2 separate regions of the Mus musculus genome follow, and region 2 is linked to region 1. The links are chromatin contacts, called in public Hi-C maps. All regions are on one chromosome and are shown on one strand. The core of a region is the stretch at or near the end of the contact, and the rest is flanking DNA. Distances in the headings are between cores, read along the strand shown. Region 1 holds the start of 1700025C18Rik (RIKEN cDNA 1700025C18 gene). Region 2 overlaps Cdh22 (cadherin 22).

The links. A called contact is a pair of places that touch in the nucleus more often than the background predicts.
Region 2: a Hi-C map of the N1E-115 cell line shows a contact between it and region 1, with 3 times the contacts expected there. The contact joins the enhancer-like site here to the promoter of 1700025C18Rik in region 1. A contact is called at or near these places in 15 of 39 promoter capture datasets (the 3T3-L1 cell line, 3T3-L1-derived adipocytes, HPC-7-derived erythroid cells and 8 more), 18 of 484 Hi-C or Micro-C datasets (the N1E-115 cell line, embryonic stem cells, immediate neuronal precursor and 4 more), 1 of 115 datasets of contacts at active chromatin or transcription factors (epiblast stem cells) and 3 of 9 other capture datasets (adipose tissue, embryonic stem cells and liver).

The regions. Positions count from the first base shown.
Region 1 is chr2:165,089,064-165,095,130 of GRCm38.p6, reverse strand. 1700025C18Rik (RIKEN cDNA 1700025C18 gene) reads left to right here and starts at 4,381. Exons shown (of 3, transcript NR_033448.1): 1 at 4,381-4,431; 2 at 4,556-4,841.
Region 2 is chr2:165,174,160-165,180,578 of GRCm38.p6, reverse strand. The region is part of intron 2 of Cdh22 (cadherin 22); the gene reads left to right. Among named protein-coding and RNA genes, the nearest start is that of Gm36803, 32 kb to the left of the region's middle. Within about 2 kb of position 3,433, at least 8 of the 459 cell types and tissues checked have an H3K27ac peak or open chromatin away from gene starts, as enhancers often do. A contact at or near this core is called in the N1E-115 cell line, where this site is marked.

The DNA of each region.
Region 1 (6,067 bases), core at 3,132-5,631:
AGAATCCAGCATAAAGATGGAAGCCAGACCCTAAGCTTGGGCAGAGGGCCGCAGGGATTTCTCCAGGATGCTGAGGTCCCACCCATGCCCACTGGCCCTGAATAAGCAGAGCAAGAGGCTCAGTCTGAGGGTACAGCAAGCATGAGAGCCACAGCAAGTGGGGAAGAGAGAAGCTGGCCCAGTCCTTCTAGACATACAAGTCTCCCCAAGGGCTAAACCACAGATAATGGCCCTCAGGGAGGTGGGCCAGGCAAGGGCAGTCATCAAAAAGCATTTGCATATTTGCTTAATAAAATAAAGCTATGGATGTATGAAGATGGGTAATTAACTGCCCGTCACGCTCTCCCTCATCCCCCTTCCCTCCTCCCCACATTCGCACTGTGGCCCAGATCACTTTCCTCGACTTCCTTCCTGCTGAGTCGGCAGACTCCCGCCTCTTCCAGGGGGACCCCCCAGCCCAATAAATATGTGCTTATTAAGTGTGAGCTGTGGCCAGTCAGGCCTGCCCTGCTGCAATCTCGGCCCGTTCTGCCTGAGGGGTTTATGCGGTACCTAAGGCCCCTTTAGCTATTTATTTTCTCAAAGAAATTAAATTAAATAGTTTGATAGCTTTCAATGTAATTATGAAAGAAATTTACATGTGGGATTTATGAGAAAGGGGTCATTAGGCACCCAGACCCCAAGGATAACCATTAGTTGGGGCTCCTTTACCTCCGCCCCAGCTACCACAGGGCATGGGGAGGACTCCCTCCAGAAGGGGTCCCTGAGGGTGGGAGTTCAAAGACAGTTCCTTGAACCCCCAAACGGTAGCATGGTGTGTGTGTGTCGGTAACACACTTGGAGCAAGCTGAGCTAGGAAGCATGGACACATGAAGGGATGAAGGCGCTGGTTCCACCTCGTGCCTCAGTTTCCCCATCTGTCACCATGCCTCTTTACAACCCAAAGAATTAAATGAGATACTATAAACACCAGAGTCCCTCATAAGCTGCCTTTACTGAGCACTTACTGTATGCCAGGACCTATGCCATTACCATTCACAACCTTCACCACAACTGTTCTAAGCACCTGTCAGTCCTTCTGTGTCCTCCACGGGCTGAACCGAGCAGGTAGTCAGGTGTGTTGTAACCTGGCAACCACGTTGGAAACCAGGCCACGGGCAGAGCCCAGAAGCTATGACCCTGACTTCCAGAGTGTAAGGCTTTTTCCCTGCTATGTTCCAGGCAGAGAAGCCTGCTGTGTCCCCAGGAGTGAGGGGCCTGAAAGGAGGAAGGTGGCCCAGGTCCCACTGCACTGAGCCAGGGCTGGAAGACCTGGTCCCCACCCGCCCCTACTGACACTATTCTCTATTCACTCCAGCGTGTGTGCTCACCTCCCCACGGACAGGATAATTAGCGGTGGCTGATTAGTGCTGATTGAGGCCCCCCACAGGGTGGAGGAGGGAGCGCTGGGGTGCCGCTGGCCCCTCTCACCCACTCAGCCTTCATCTGCTGAGCCCTCACGCACACAAGGCAGGCTACCAGGGGTGGAAAGAAGTGGTTGCCTATGGCCGGCGTCCCCAAGGGACACGTGAAGATTCCTGAGCTAGAAGACATGTGGGCTATGGCTAAGAAGCAGGCTGAGATCACCCGAGTTCTAATTGAGGCTCAATTGCTAAAGTGAGTTGTGTGGTCTTGGGCAAGTTACTTGTGCCTCTTTGAGCCTTGATTTCTCCATCTACAAAATGGGGAGGTAATGGTGTCTTCCTCCTTGGTTATCAGTGAGGAGCTAGCCTATTTGCTCAAGGGTTCCACTGTCTCTTCCATCTCTGCCTCCTAAATGTTGGGATTACAAGAATCTTGCACATGTCTGCACAGAGACCTGCTATGTCCACAGCAGTGGGGTGGGGGGCTGAGAGTGAAGAAGGCCCAGCTTTTACCACGTCCAAGGATCTGACCTTTGACCCTTACACTGCTCAGCCAGCCTGCTATCCACTGAGCCACCTCCCCAGCCTCACCAACTTGTGTATTTTGAGATAAGTTTTCTTAGTGGATTTGGGGCTTGTTGCTGGCCAACCTCCTGCTCCTGTTGCCATCCCGGCTTTTCTTGTTTATGTATGTTCTGGGGATCAAACTTAGAGCTCCATGTTGGCACAGCCCCCACTGGCTTTCTAACTAGAACCCGGGTGGCTGATGGACACATTAGGAAATACACTGCTGAGAGGCAGTGAAAGACCCTTCTCCCCACCCTGTGAAGACCCCATCCTAGAGAAGAGTGAGGAAGGACACACAGTACCCTGGTGTATCAAGGGACACTCAGCCCCAGGTAAATCCCATTCCTGCGAGGAAACAGGCCCAGGCAGGCAGCACAGGCCAAAAGGTCTGCTTGGGTCGCTGGGAGCAGGAGGGGTGGGTAGGGAATCAGCTGGGTTGGTGGCCCCTGCTGTCCAGGCCTGGGGAGTGACCAGAAAGCAGGCTAAGTGGAGCATGGAGTGTTTAACGGAGGCAGCTCAGCTAATCAGAGGATCCGAGAGAGAAACCAGACATGAGCCAATTAAAATGCCAGCCGCTGTGAGTTCCCCGATTTAATTTTCCACAAATTAGCTTAAAAGGGGGGCATGGAAATGAAGATGTTAGATTTTTTTTAAGAGCCAAGAAGGAAAATCCTTTGAGGATTATAGGGCTTGCTTCTCTATTAAAAATAAAGTCGGGGTGAGTGATATGGCTCAGCGGTAAAGGTGATTGCTGCCTAAGCCCAGGGACCTGAGTTCAAGCACCAGGACCTACTGGTAGAAAGAGAAACCAATTCATGGATGTTTTCTGACTAGCACCTATGTACACACATGCATCACACACACACACACACACACACACACACACACACACACACACGTATACATACACACACACACACACGTACCACAAACAAACACGCACACACACAAATAAAAAAAATGTCTTACCCACTCTCAACTGGGGACTCGGGAAGCTTTTGGTAGCACCCCCCCCTTTGGATGGGGGAGGTTCAGACATGGTTACCCCTTTCTAGTGTGAGACCCCATTATTTCCAGGGTCATAACTTAGCTAGAACCCCACAGTCCTGTGACACACATCTCTGCTTGTGTGTACACGTGCCCTAGGCTCAGAGAGACTGAGTGCTCTGTCTGAGGTCACACAGCTAAGAAAGAACGGAGTCTGATTCAGACACTCCCAGCTGCTGGCACCCTCTCTGCTCTCAGTCTCTTTGTTCAGCTCCAAAGTCTGACCCGGGGACCTGCAGAGTCAGGGACCAGGAGACAGGCCGGCTCCAGCCTGCACGGTGTCTTGTGGGACAAGCCAGGTCATTAGAGACTGTTAGTATTCAGAGGCCTCCCCAGCTTGGCTCCTCCAGCCTAGCATTGATCTCTGGTGCTCCACACTCCTAACCATACTCACCCAGGGACCCTGTCTCTGTTTGCCCTTCAGCCAATGCTGGCACCCAGCATATTCGTCACTGTCTCCAGGCAAAGGACAGCTTATGTTCACATCCCCCAGTGGCTGGCCTTGGGCCCTTGATCTCACCACTGTGTCATCCAAGCTACACCCCCACCTCCTCCTTCCGACCTACTGAAAGTAATACATTGTGACATCGTGGAGAATCCACAGTAATGCCCACCTTGCTCTTCTACACAGACAGTAGCCTCTTGGAGAATAGGACCAGATAATACCCTAACTCCCTCGCAGATCCTAGCAGAGATTTTTTCTCTCTCTCTCTCTCCTGGGTCATGTGTCTTTAGACAAGCGAGCCCACCTCTCTGTGCCTCCTCTGCCTATCTGCAAATGGACATGACGAAAAGCTACCTTGAGAGGATGTAGAGGGTTCCCTGGGACCAGCCATGACACTCAGAGGACAGTCAGTATCACTCTCTTTCCTCAGACCTCAGTGAGGAGGGACCCAGCTGGGGTGGAGGTTCAAGTAAAAGAAGATGAGGCTGGGCCATGGTAGCGCATGCCTTTAATCCCAGCATAGGTAAAGGCAAGCAGATGTCTGGGAATTCGAGGCCAGTCTGAGTTCAAAGAGAACCCCTGTGTTGAAAAACAGAGAGAGAGAGAGAGAGAGAGAGAGAGAGAGAGAGAGAGAGAGAGAGAACAAGATGGATGAAACTTCCTTAATAAAGAGTCCTCCTCAGAAGGGTGAATGGGAGACAGGGAGACAGGACAGGACAGCTGTGGGGGTGTATAATGGTGTCTCAGACAGTGAGTGAGCAGGAGGATATGAGGAAGTTGCCTGAAGCCATGGTTTATGTCACTGCTTTCTCTGGCTTTCACATAGCCCGGAATCACCCAAGGCATTACATGGTTGCTGAGCAGCATGTGACTGCATCACAGAGCCTCCCTGGCCTAGGGAAGGTGCCCAGAGTCACTGGATTGGTGGACAAGGACTGGCAGGAAAGGGCTGGTCAACCTGACTCCCAGGTTAGGGGCGTAAAAGCCATGTCCCCCTGCTGGGTGGGAATAGCCTTGGAGCAGCACGTGCTTGCTCTTGGGTACCTGAATCTGAGAGTGACCACACACCTGATGCTGAACCTCTATATCTTAGGGTAAGCCCTCTGACCTTCTGGTAGCCACAATGGAGGTGTTCAGGCCAAAGGGCTACGGCCTAATTGGAGGAGATTCTGCATCTGGAGTTGTTCCAAGCTCATGCCAAAGCTAACCCTGGCAAACATCTGCCCGCGGACTGTGAACTTGAAGCAAGCATTGCTATGGCCTCCAGATCCTGGATTCTTCAGATCTATACTTGGTACTGTTGAACATATGAGGCCCCTTGGTGCATGCTTCGAATCTCAGCATTCAGGAGGCTGAGGCAGGAGGATGGCAAGTTCCAGGCAAGCCTAGATTTCATACCGAGACCTAGACCCCCCCCAAGCCAACCACCAACTGTGAGCAAGTTCAAGCCTGAGAGGTCTCAGAGTACCTTGAATGTGGGGTGCTGAAAACTGAACCTTTAAATAGTGAGGCGCCTGTGGGTCTAAATGTCACTGTTACAGCAGTGTAGATGTGCACCTCATAGCCAGGGGTGGGGTCTACTTGGTGGGAACTGAGACACAACGGGCCAGGAACAAACAAAGGGACCAATGACCTGCTCAGCCTGTCCCCTTCCACCTAATCTCTCCTCCCCCTCCCATGCACCTCACCCCTAAACACATCTGCCCCTCCCACCCACCCCTCCCACTCTGGCTACCTAGCTAACCTCAGGGGAGCAGCTTAACTGAACCCCAAGTCTCAACACTTCCACATTCCTTCCCAGGGCTCAGAGAATGCAGCATGGAGCCCATCCTCCCGACCCCCCTCACAGGGCAAATCCTCCCCACATCCCCCTGCAGGGCCTGGCAAGGTAGTTCTGATCCTGGATCCCAGGGAGCTGGGGCCTTATCTCAGCCTACGGAGCAAGCACTTTGCATCTCTCCCCCCAGTATGCGGCCACAGCGCGTTCCAGCCCGCGGCTCCTCGCCATCTGCAGAGAGAAATCCAGTTAGACCTTGTATAATAAGTTCCTGACAATCTTGCTGAGGACGCTGGGTCATAAAAGTCTGCTGGTTTTATCGCCGGTAACAGACACGGAGTGAAATTAAGTTGTCTTATCAAATTTAGATAATATATATCCCTCTAGAGTAGAAGGCGCTGCATGGGGTTTCCGTGGTATGAGCCCAGGAGGGGACAGGCAGCCAAGCAGTTCCTGGGCACATGGTAGGGGGTGGGGCATCCCAGAGAACCCCACAACCTGATTGGCAGAACAGCAGGGTGACTGGCATCCTAGAGATCAAGGACATCCAGATCCGGACGGTATCCCCCTGCTTATTGAAGATACTCAGCTACATTCATGTGGAGGGCCTCAGTTTCCCTCTCTGTAAAGTGGACATGGCAATAGTTCCTGCTGTTGGGAGATTTAAATGAGATGCTATTTGCATGGGCAAACACACATGTATACATACAAATAGAGCAATAGAGTTCACAAACATACATGTATAAACACAGATGCATACACATTCATGTAACACATGCAGAAACAGATTCACACACCTATATGCACATAGGATCACACAAAGTAATT
Region 2 (6,419 bases), core at 2,184-4,683, 86 kb before region 1:
CTTCTGAGCTGCATGGCTAGCCTAGTCTTATGACTTTCTGAAAGGCCATCATGGGTCCCAAGCATCTTCTGTTGTCCCTCTCACCAAACTGCCTAAGCTGTCCCCTCTCCTTCCTGCTCCTTCCTCTCATGCTAGGTGCTTGACACTCTAACTACATGGTCTCAACTCAAATGCTGCTTCCTCAGAGAAGCCCTCCCTGACTACGACAGCCTAGGACACACATACTCACACACACACACACACGTCTGTGCACTCACCCTTGAGTCCCCGTACCTGTCCTTCAGATGCATCAGTTCTACATGTGTTTGTTTGATGATGCAATTGACACATGCTCCTTTCATCATAGCCTGTTTGCTCCCCAATGCCTTGTACCAATGAGGGTCACACACTGTTCTGTGAATAAGTGAAGGAAGGAAGGAAGGAAGGAAGGAAGGAAGGAAGGAAGGAAGGAAGGAAAGGAAAGGAAAGGAAAGGAAAGGAAAGGAAAGGAAAGGAAAGGAAAGGAAAGGAAAGGAAAGAGGAAGGAAAGGAAAGGGAAGGAAAGGAAAGGAAAGGAGGGGAAGGGGAAGGGGAAGGGGAAGGGGAAGGGGAAGGGGAAGGGGAAGGGGAAGGGGAAGGGGAAGGGGAAGGGGAAGGGGAAAGGAAAGGAAAGGAAAGGAAAGGAAAGGAAAGGAAAGGAAAGGAAAGGAAAGGAAAGGAAAGGAAAGGAGGGAGGGAGGGAGGAAGGAAGGAAGGAAGGAAGGAAGCCTTCCCAAACTGGGGAAATTCTGATTAACCTGGCTGGGGCCCGTCTGAACTCAGGCTGGTGTTCCCCCTTTCAATCCCTGCTCCCCATGAAGCCTGGCTGTGCTGCTGGGGAGAGAGAAATATGATCAGCTCCTGCTGTCTGGGGCCTCCATCAGACACCCTGATGTGTAAAACTTCTCACAAATCAGCCTGGGAACCCAGTAAGCACCAGTTAAATGGGATCGCCGGCTGGCTTCAGGGTGGAGAAAAGCCCTGAGCTGGGTTCCAGCATAGGTGGTGGAGCCTAAAGAGCTGATGGAAGGCGGCTGCAGCCTATGCAGACTCGGAAGCCTGGAGATTCGCTGGCAGTGGAGCAGGTGAAGCGGAAGTAGCTGTAGCTGAGGGTGGTTCTCTGGGTCTTCCTCAGGCAGATGGCGGCTTGCCAGCGCATTTTGGTTGGTGGTAGGAAACCCAACTCGAGAGCATATTTTGCTACCGGAGCCTGGGCATGGACTGGCACAGATCTGAGGCTCAGAGCCCAGCCCCTGACAGTGTTAGGAAAGCTTACATGAAAACTGGGTGCAGGAAATGCTGCTTTCCAGACACAGGTGTGCCCTGCTGGTCAGCTATCACCGGCCACGCATGGGCTGACGTAAGTTCCTGACTGAGCAAAGCTGGGATCCCACAGGTAGAGCTCAGGCAAGCACAGGCCTCACTTAGGATGGTCTAACATCCCAGTGGCAGAGCAGGGATGCCAGCTCAGTAGGGCTGACAGGACTCTGTGAAGATGAGAGAAAAGCACTTGTGGTCTGGTAGCTACGATACAAAGCTTTGAAAGTCTGACCTGACCAACCTGCTCCCCACATAGCCTTAGACCTGGATTTTTTTTTTAATCTGTCTGAGTGTTTGGCTTGTATGTGTGCACATGGACTACCTGTGTGCCTGGTGTCCATACTGTTCAAAAGAGCGCATCAGATCCCCAGAACTGGAATCCTGGATGGTTGTGAGCCACCACGTGAGTGCTAGGAATTGAACCTTGGTCCTCTACAAGAACAGCAAGTGCTCTCAACCACCTGGCTATTTCTCCAGCCCTGAACCTGCATCTTTATATACAGCCTGACCTCTTTCTTCATCTGGAAGCAGGGGCTCTGACATACCACATGCCCAGTATCTTGAGGACTAAGAAAGAGAACGCAGCCCACGATACTCAGCCTGTGGCTTGTCTTGGGTACTTCGTATTATTCCCATATAAAAGTGCAAGGTAAAAAGCATTGTTCTCTCTCTCTAGACAGAGAAACTGAGGTCAGAGAGGGCAGGTACCTCGAGTGGACAGGGGCATCTACCACACTTGGCACTTGTAGCTTCTTAAATGCTTAAAGGCCAGAGAATAACCTTGGCTGTCATACTTAGAAACTCTGTCTGCCTCTAATACAGGGTCTCTCACTGGTCTGGAACTTACTAAGGAGCCTAGGCTGGCTAACCAGTGAGCCCCAGAGATCACTTGTTTCTGCCTCCCCTGACCTGGGATCACAAGGACAGGGGACCCACCATGCCTGGCTTTTAATTTGAACGCTAGGGATCAAACTCAGGACCTCTACTGCTTGACCAAGATGGTTTTGCAGACTTGTAGTTTCTGATGCCCTAAGGAGAAGAGGCTAGCCCGTGGCTGAGGGTCCAGACTTGGCAAGCTTAGACAAAAGCCTGGACCTGCCTGAGGTCCCCAGGGAGGCCCCAAAGGACACAGATATAGGACTCAAACATCTACTTAAAGCTACATGGGGCGATGGCTCAGATGATCAGTGGCCCACCCAGCAGCTGAGTTCTCTGCAAAGGACATCTAGATGCTCAGGAAAGCTGAGGCACTCATTGGCTTTTTACATCTTTGCCTGGCCAGCCTTTGGGGGTCTCACCAGCGAGTGAGCCCCATCACGTGACCTTGAACCACAATGTGTTGTCAGTAAGGGCTCCTAGTAAGTCCTTTCATTGTAAGAAGGGGGAAACTGAGGCCCGGGTGTGGAGAAGCATGTGCCAAGACCAAATGACAACACAGATAGATAATCAGGTCACCAGGTCACTGACAACACTTCAAGTCTAGACTTCATGCTAAGCTTCTGTTGTGAGCCGGCACGATGCTGATCCACCCTCTGGAAAGGTCTCCACCCCTGTTGTGGATTGCCAGCCTCCTCCATCCCCCTTAGCCTAGAGCTCAGCTTCTGTACTGCCAACCCCACCCCACCCCCCAGGGTACTGTGCAGGGAGCAAGGAGAAGGTCCCATAGCTCTGAAACACTTACCCGGAGCTTTCTCATTGAGGGAGACTGCTGTGTGGCCATCAAGCTGACTGGAGCCTGATTCAGACGCCCAGGTTCTAGTAACCCCTGCGCTCAGGCCCGGCCCTAAGACCTCTTAGCTTCTCATCCCTCAGTGGGAGGAGGTTTTCCATCTTAAGAATGTGAGCTTGGGATTGTTGTTTTTTTTAAGCCACCGGTCCCTAGCCAGCCAAACCCATGCACACCCAGTACTTGTGTGTGCACACGCTATGTGCATGCCCTCCAATTGTGTCACATCCTCTGCTCTGCCGGGAGAAAGGACTTCTCTGAGGCTCCAGTGAAATCACTGCTTCCTCGTCCCCCACCCCAGGGAGTCACTCTGAGCATCAGTCCTTCTCAGATTCTAAAGGTAGCTTAGCAACAGAGCCAGGCAGTGAACCCCGTGTGCCCAACGGTAGCCGATTTCACAGCTGCCTCCTCCATCACTCACCGCCAGACTCCTGTCAGCACCCACAGGAGCCACCAGGCCCTGCAGTTGTTAGGCTGCCCCCAGGCCCAGCGACGGCCCCCTGCACAGCCCTGCCAGTGGGCATGCCCAGCTACCTTCTCTCACCTTCTACAACACCCCCTGCCCTCCAAAGCAACATCCCAGCATTTCCATAAAATCTGGGCACTTTCACTAATCCCCTTTCTGAACTGTAATTTCCCCCGAGGCTCCTGTCAGTCGGGTGTGGATTTTGTAGGATTTTACCCTTTTTCTTTTTTTAAAGATAGAATTATGGGGTCAGCACTTATGACCAACTCCTGGGGGCGGTGAGATCTATTTTAGATATATGGCAGGATCGGAGCAGGGAGGGGAGTGGATTTAATTAAGTTGCTAATATTTAAAGAAAATTGATGAACTCTTGGTTTACGAGTTGTGCCTGCATGCACAGACCCCTTGCACTGGGGGAGGGGGGCTCTTTATTTGATTTGCTTTCTGTTTAAATCCCAGACTCGTTTTTATTTGCGTAGCGTCGCTGTCCGTTTAATTGTCTTTAATAAGGAAACCCTACCTCTGCTCGCATTTAATTTTGATTTAATTAGGAGGAAGTAATTAATGGCCCTGTAAATCCCATTTGCAGGCCCCTGGGATGAGGCACCACTGTGCTCTTGGTTTTGGTGTTTATGACTGAGGGCTAGGTTTGGGGGTGAGGCGGGGTGGGTGTTCCTCCTCAGAAACAGGCCTCGCTGGATGAAGTAGTAAGAATAGGAACACTGTGCCCAACACTGGGTTTGTAACTGCCTCTCTTGAGCTGCGTACCTTTAGGTAGGATCTATGCCTTCCTTCTTTGAGTCTCAGTTTGCCTATCTGTTTAATGGGGGACAATGGACTATACTAGGGAGTTCCCAGAGGAGGATGTAGCAGGCAGAGGTGGTGCTGCAGGCTCTGGCAATGTGTGCCTGAGCATCATATGAGTCCTGTAACCATCCTCCACTGTCCAGCTTGTGTCCGTCTGACACTGAGAAGTGAGGAAACTATTTTCTTCCCCTTGGAAATAGGTGACTCTCCGAATGGAATATGTAAGAGAAAGCAAATGGGTCCAGAAATCCCAGACGGCTGGCTGGTCGGGAACTCTAGTGACTGGTATGTGTCCCTTGTCACACATTCAGTGTATTTACTGCCAGGTCGGTGCTCGGTGCTGCTGTAGACATGAGGATGAGCCGTGTGCTGTCCCTGGAAGGAGATTTTGGTCTCGAACTCTGTGTGCATTGCACACACTGAAGCCTGCATGCTCGCCACAAACGTGCACACTCAGCTCTCCTGCGCCCCAGCATTCTCCCTGCAGGCACCATTCATATCTTAGTGCACCGCCCGAGGAGCTCAGACCCAGCAAAGCAACCTCTCTATTGCCCCCAACCCCACAGTGCCAGGCACACCTAAGTACAACACTAAAAGGCTCAGGGGAGTGTGGCATGCAGAGGGGCACATCTGAGAGGGCTTCCTGGAGGAGGAATAAAGTGGAACTTTGAACTGAGAAGGCACTAGAGATGACCTGTAAGCCTCCGATGAGTGAAGACATCTGTGATTGATCCGTGTGTCAGGAGGTGGGGAGGGTGAGTTAGATAACCCCTCCCCCCATCCTTCCTGAGTCCAGAGACAGGAAAGGAATGCTGATTCACAGTAAGAACCTACTGTGTGCTGTGAGGTCACATATATTAGCTTATGAACCTGAGAGATGTGTTGGTAGCAACAGCAGTCCCATCTACAGATGTGAAAACTGAGGCTGTGAGAAGCGCCGCCACTCACCAGGCAGGGACAAAGCTGGAGCTGGCAGTGTGGTTGCTCCTGACTTCACACCCATCACATTCCTGATGTGTGATTTGGAGTCTTTTTCCTAATGATAGAGCTAAGACTCAGGGAGAAGTGCAGGGCAAAGACTGGTGTCAGAGACCCACCTGGTGACTCCTCTCCCTGCTTCTCATCCTCCACTGGGGGCATTGTGAGCTGACCAGTCATCTCCTTGAGGCTGCAGGAGGATAGACCAGCACTCAGGAGTCCAGTGGACGCAGGCTCCCCTTGGTCCTTTCCCGTGGAGCATGCAAAGGTATATGCAGACTGTGTGCTGAGCGTCACAGCAGGAGAAATGCAGTAGGTGTTCAGTAAATGAGAGGCCATCCATCCTCCAGCTGCCATGCTCTGCTGGGGATCTTGGACTGTCTTCTAGGACTGAGCCAGGATGTAGCCCAGCCCAGCGCCCATATCTCTGAGCTCTTAGCTCTTCCCTCTCTGGGCTGATTGGTAGTCTGACCCTGTAGTTCCTTGTGAACAGCTACTGGACCGCATGGAGGGCTATGTCACACTTCATAGAACATCAATGGCATCAATGTTGGGTTCCTCTCACTTTTCCCCACCCCTCATTGAGAGCGGGAAGGAGGTCTGTGGGGAGATATCAGGATTCTGTAATACCAGCACTAGGGTGGGAGAGATGGGGAAGCAGAAGGATCATGAGTTCAGGGTCGTCCTTAGGTACCTAGTGAGTCTGAGGCTAACCTGGACTACCTGAGACCCCCTGTCTCAAAAAAGAAGGAGGAGGACGAGGAGAAAAAAGAGGAGGAAGAGGAGGAGGAGGAGGAGGAGGAGAAGGAGGAAGAAAAGGAAGAGGAGGAAGAAGAGGAAGAGAAGGAAGAGGGGAAGAAGGAGAGAAGGAGAAGAAGGAGGAGGAGGAGAGAGAAGAGGAGGAGGAGGAGGAGAAGGGGAGGAGGAGGAAGAGGAGGAGAAAGAGGAGGAGGAGGAAGGGGAGGAGGAGGAGAAGAAGAACAAGAACAAGAAGAAGAACAAGAAGAAGAAGTACAAGAAGAACAAGAAGAAGAGGAGAAGAAGAAGAAGAAGAAGAAGAAGAAGAAGAAGAAGAAGAAGAAGAAGAAGAAGAAGAAACGGAGA